Regions from separate parts of the Macaca mulatta genome. Here region 2 is linked to region 1. Evidence: chromatin contacts called from public Micro-C data. All regions are on one chromosome and are shown on one strand. Each heading gives the region's core, a stretch centred on a gene start, on an enhancer-like site or on the middle of the called end of the contact. The rest is flanking DNA. Distances are from core to core; before and after follow the strand shown.

The links. A called contact is a pair of places that touch in the nucleus more often than the background predicts.
Region 2: a Micro-C map of CD4 T cells shows a contact between it and region 1, with 13 times the contacts expected there. The contact joins two enhancer-like sites. A contact is called at or near these places in 5 of 14 Hi-C or Micro-C datasets (CD4 T cells, blood, cortical neurons and 2 more).

The regions. Positions count from the first base shown.
Region 1 is chr11:87,038,264-87,041,497 of T2T-MMU8v2.0, forward strand. The region is part of intron 1 of PPP1R12A (protein phosphatase 1 regulatory subunit 12A); the gene reads right to left. Among named protein-coding and RNA genes, the nearest start is that of PPP1R12A, 46 kb to the right of the region's middle. Within about 2 kb of position 1,973, at least 2 of the 40 cell types and tissues checked have an H3K27ac peak or open chromatin away from gene starts, as enhancers often do.
Region 2 is chr11:87,324,074-87,326,871 of T2T-MMU8v2.0, forward strand. No RefSeq gene overlaps it. Among named protein-coding and RNA genes, the nearest start is that of OTOGL, 23 kb to the right of the region's middle. Within about 2 kb of position 1,513, at least 8 of the 40 cell types and tissues checked have an H3K27ac peak or open chromatin away from gene starts, as enhancers often do.

The DNA.
Region 1 (3,234 bases), core at 723-3,222:
ATGAAAAGTCTGGAAGAATACACACCAAAGCATTAATTAACACTTTAATTTAACACTTTAAGCCTTAAAGTTACTGAGTTATTTCCCAAAAGCATCTCTATAGTAAGGACATAAAATTGTTGCTGTCTTCCAAAACAAAACATTAACACAGTTAATACACAGTTGTTAACTGTTTCTGGATGAATCAGTGTTCAGCAAAACAAGTGGGCCATAAAGAGAAGAGACTAATAATTCAACAATTATTTACTGAGTGTCCGCTATAGCCAGACACTATGCTGGCTGGTAGGAATACAATGGTTAAGTATACAGACCAGATATCTGAATTCATACAGCTTAGAGTCCAGTAGCAAGACACGTAACTAAACACACAACAACAAAAAAAGCTATGATAAACGCTACGAATTTAACTATAGTACTTAACCAATATTTAGGGGAGAGGAGAAATCAAAATCTCTGAAGGTGGTGCCCAGAAATTTCCTCTTTAAAGAAGTTGCCCATCTAACTTGTAAAATACATTAGGTTGTGAACTACTGATACCCACAGTAACCAAAACTAGAGGAATAAATAACATGGCACAAGCAGCATATATAAAATGTGATCAGAGAAGCTATGTCAGAACCCAGAGGGCATGAGTATTTAACAAAGTGGAAACAACAGAGGGTTGAGAAGCAGTAGCTTGAAAAGGCAGGAGGGAAAGAAAGAAAGTAAATGTAGTTACATAGAAGCAAGGGGAAAATGGAAAATAGAATTATAAGGAGTTAAGTACTTCCTAGTAAAAATGGCAGAGTGAAGCCACATTTTACAGAATCTATCTCCTAAATAAACACTAACCCTTACTTACATAACACTTTGATATGTGCCAGGGAACGGTTCCAGGTAGTTTACATATACTAATTCATTTAATCTTCACAACAACCCAGTATGTAAGAACTATTACGACCATTTAACAGATGATAACTGGCAAAATTCAGGTTTTAATCCAGCAGTCTGGTTTCAGCATCTGTGCCCCTAACCAATAGGCTACACACAACTAAACAACAGCAGCAAAAGGTAAAATAACACCCCAAAACAATTTGGTCCTATCTATCAAAATTTCAAATGCACATATTCCTTGACACTGCAATTTCATTCTAGGAATTTATTCTGTAGATACAATCACGCATGTGCAAAATGCCATGTACAGAATTATTTGCTAAGTTCTGGTAAGCGTAAAACTGGAAAGAATTTAAATGTCCATCAATAAAGAACTAGTTTATGGACTAACATGAAACATATTCCTGGATATTTTGCAAAGTGAAAAGAACAAATGTAAAACATGAGTCGTCTCTGATCATACTGTTGTTATATTTTGTGTGTGTATTTGTTCACATATTAAAAAGATGCAGAATAAACACTATGGCAACTGTGACAGAACATGTCCAGTTCAACCGAAGGCCCTATAAGGTAGTAGGAAATAGAGCCCTAGTAAATGAATGTCACAGCAAGGAATGGCCTACATCGTAATATGTAGGAGAGGAAGCTGATGGGCTCTCCCTTTGCTTCTTTCTCCACCAGCCTAGTGATAGAAAAGACAACAAAAGCGAGCCACAACGACCACCAACACATGAGGTAGGGAGACACTGACTAGGAAATAGTATCTCCCACATCCCTGTATCTTTATCTGGTTTACAACATTTGTACTGTTTGCTTGCTATTTTGATACAGTTCTGTACTGGGTCTAAACTTTTCTTGCCAATCCTTAACTACAAATCAGCCCTCTGTAGTCTAACCTAATTCAGCAACTATGAACAACACATACTACAGGAAGAAAAAATAAAAAAGAAATGGGGGTTGGGGGTTAATGTGTCTTGGTCTGTTTGTGCTGCTATTATTTTTAAAATATCATAAACTGGGTGACTTATAAGCAGCAAACATTTATTTCATAATTTTGGAGTCAGAAGTCCAAGATCAAGGCACTGGCAGATTCCATGTCCAGTGAAGGTCTGCTTGCTGACTCATACATGTATACTCATGTGGTGGAAGGGAAAGCAGCTCCCTTGGGCTTCTTTTATAAGAGCACTAATTTCAATTTAAAAGGGTTCTGCCCTCATGACAACCATCTCCCAAAGGTCCCATCTTCTAATACCATCACCTTGGGGTAAGGATTCCAAGATATGAATTTTTAGGCATGACAGAAATATTCAGACCATAGCAGTGTATCAGCATGTAAAACTTCAGATAGAGACAGCAGTGTGAAAGAGGACATAACTTGACAAACCAAAGGAAATGCCCTACGTTTTGGGGCTGCTTAACAACACTGAAAAAATAAGAGATCATAGGTGGATGATAAATCTTATTTAACAATAAAATCCAGTCAAAAGAACAAAATAAACTCAGAATTCAAAACAGGATGGTTGAAAAACTCATACAAAGTAAATTAGACAGGATTTAAATATCATACATTCTAATAAGGTAGAAATAGTAACATGGCTAACAAAATGAGATGAAGACTAAAACGGATGAGTGCTGACTTCCTCATCTTCCCCAGTAAGCAACCAATTCAGTATGTCTAAAACTGAAATGTAGTTAAAAATTATCGTACACAAAAATATCCACTGAAATGTTTTCAGACCTATCTTCTAAATCTTAAAGAAATCTTTAAGAAAATACTCTCTCTAGTTGTAAAGAAAAATTTATCTAAAATTTAATCATTACTTCAGTCTTTTAACATTTTTTAATTAAAATAAGCATATGTAATATGCATCCTTTTTAACAAAAGTATATCAAAGGATTTGTATAAAGAGATTCTGAAGATGCTTTCTAATTAAATTATGGTTAGTTATGGACAATCAACATTCATTGAACAACTTACTTTTTAGCATAAAGTACGGAGGCCTAGCTCAAAACTTTTTTAAAAGAGAGCCAAACCTTGCCTGCAATAAACTCATAGGCCATCAGACATAAGCCAACACATAAATTTCTAATATTAACTCTCTAATCTCAAATTCTCCTTACTCCAGTATACATGGATAACTTCAGAAACCTCAAGAATACATACACACACACACACACACACACACACACACACACACTCTCTCTCTCTCTCTCTCTCTCTCTCTCTCTCTCTCTCTAATTGAGAAAAAGGGGAAAGGTCTTGGAAGAGAAGGGAAATTTTTCTTGACATGCCATGACATGGAAAGAAAAAAAAAGTTGGAGGGCAGGGGGGGAACTACATTCCTGGATCCTTTTCAGAAA
Region 2 (2,798 bases), core at 263-2,762, 290 kb after region 1:
TTTGAGATGGAGTCTCCCTCTGTTGCCCAGGTTGGAGTGCAGTGGTGCAATATCGGCTCACTGCAACCTCTGCCTTCTGGGTTCAAGCGATTCCCGATTGCCCTGCCTCAGTCTCCCAAGTAGCTGGGATCACAAGTGTGCACCACCACGCCTGGCTAATTTTTGTATTTTTAATAGAGACAGTGTTTTGCCATGTTGGTCAGGCTGGTCTTGAACTCCTGATCTCAAGTGATCTGCTCACCTTGGCCTTCCAAAGTACTAGAATTATAAGTGTGAGCCCCTGCACCCAGCCAAATTAGTATTAATGTCATTGTGTTTCGATGTCCTCATCTGTAAAAAGGGATAATAATGGAGTTACTTCATAATCTTGTTTTGTTAATCATAATATAAAATTAAATGATGTGTATAAAACTTTTAGTTTACTGCCTAGCATATTAGTTTTCAGTAAATATTGTGATCTGCATTTTACACACGGGTCCTATGTGCTTACTGAAGATGGCTGTGTCTTAAAGTCTATATAGAAAGATGTAATAATTAGGATTGATTAATTGCTGCTTATTCTAATTTATTCACAAAATGATTTGAGGTGGCACTACCATAAGATACAACTATAAAAATATAAGAACAAAGGGACAAATAGGGAGAGTTAGATGACATCAAGAAGGTATAGAAACACAGGCCACTAAGGCTCAACACTGCACTTGCAAGTGGGCCATATATTCAGCACTGGGCTTTCAGGTAAGCATTTAGGGCTACTTCTTTCCAAAGTAGTCCTTTAAGTCATACCCTTCCTATATTTTTATCTTTTAACCCTTATATCTTGGCAACTTAGTCACATCTCACGCTCTCTGAAGGGAAAATGTGTTCAAGACCAAATTTGCTACGTTTGCTTCAAACAGTTGTGTTTTTCTTTCTTCCTAATTTTGGTTAAAGGCTCTACCATATGCCCAGGTCTCAGATGTGAAACTCTGGGTTTATCTTGGTCCCTTTCTCCCTCTATCAAGTCCGTTAAAGTCCATCTTTCCTACTTAGCTGTGTCTCTCCCATCAGGTGCCACCCTCCCTTTCTCTCTGTCATACCTCTGGTTTAGATCTTCATCACTTCCTGGATGTCTCTTGTATTATTTTTCTATCCATGTTTCCCTCTGCTCTTTGGTCTCTCTGTTTTAATCTCTCCAATACATCCCTAACACATGTATCTTCCCCAGACAGAGTTCTAATCATATGATTCACTTGTTGAAAAACTTTGAGAGGCTCCCCACTGCATTTCAAATAAAGAATAAATGCCTACTCATCAAGGAACCCTCACAATCTCATCCATTCTTTATTTTCAGACGTATCGCTCACGACTCCCAAACACATGACAGTGTTTTAACTGCTCTCCCCAACTGTTCTCTCCTTTCCTGTTCCTGCTTGTTTGGGGCGGTCTTATTAATCTGTGTTATCCCATGTAATAGAGTACAGTGCCTTGCTTAAGAGTTCAATTAAAAACTGTTTGAAGTTTTGCTTCCTGTGAATTCAAAACCCATGGAGTGCTGCCCTCTTTTGGCTAAGATAGCACAGAGTCCAAAGCACCACATAGGAAATGATGCAGAATGACTCATCTTTTCCTTTTGGTTAGAATCCTCATGGAAACAAACAAGGCAGGGTGAAATGATTCCATCCTCTTTTCTCATATTATCTAGCTTCAAAGATTGTTTGTTTATGGAGATAGAAAGAAGATAAAATTCTGTATAGAAAACTTGGAACTCAACTAATTCAAATAATATATTATGTGTAAACTCAGAGCTGGGGCAAAGCCAGTAGTTACTTTGAACACATCCACAGCTCCAGGAATCTTCAGGCCTCAACATGGACTTTTATATAAGAGGTAAGGGATGAGAAAACAACAGCATTCCCTAAAGGCCTCTTCACATCAAGAACAGCTTCCTGATTTAGGGACGATTTAGGCAAGTGGCCAGGTTGTTTTTTTTTATACTGATACTTAGTATTTGGTGAAGTAAGAAAAATGGGGCCTGGCCTAGGAGGTAAAGTTTACTTCTGCAGACGTTCCTGGGGCCAATTTGTGGCCATGCCTGAGCCAGTCCTGAAGATCCAGCAGAAGTATGGAGGAAGGATGACTCAAAGCCCAGGAAGAGTAATACATTTTTAAGAAAGGATGCTGGCTAACATGGTGAAACCACGTCTCTACTAAAAGTACACACACAAAAAAATTAGCCAGACATGGTGGCTCGTGCCTGTAGTCCCAACTACTCGGGAGGCTGAGGCAGGAGAATGGCGTGAATTCAGGAGGTGGAGCTTCCAGTGAGCTGAGATGGCGCCACTGCACTCCAGCCTCGGCAACAGTGCAAGACTGCGTCTCAAAAAAAAAAAAAAATGGGATGACAGGATGAGAGATGCACAGAAAAAGCTTCCAAGTGGATGCCATCTCCTGATTTTAATATGAATATTCTGGGGTTGTTAATTTTAGAAAGTTATAACTATGTCTTTATTAAGAATCACATTGAACACCTTATACTTAGTGAGGATAAGTATAAAGACAATGAATAGTAAATACGTATGCATTATAAATAACCGGAAAGCTCAATTAAGACAGGCCTTGAGCTTTATCTCAAATGTCAATAAAACCAGACTTCCTTGGATCTGAAAGGGACAGTCATTCTAAAACTGAAACTCAGTGGGTGACAGGATGCCCACACCTCTTGGAGGAGGACAGAAAGATTTGTGGGCTGGTGTCGGATACAAGCTTGGCACCATCTTTGATTAGGAGCTAATGTTAGCAGAAAGATCAGATGTCAG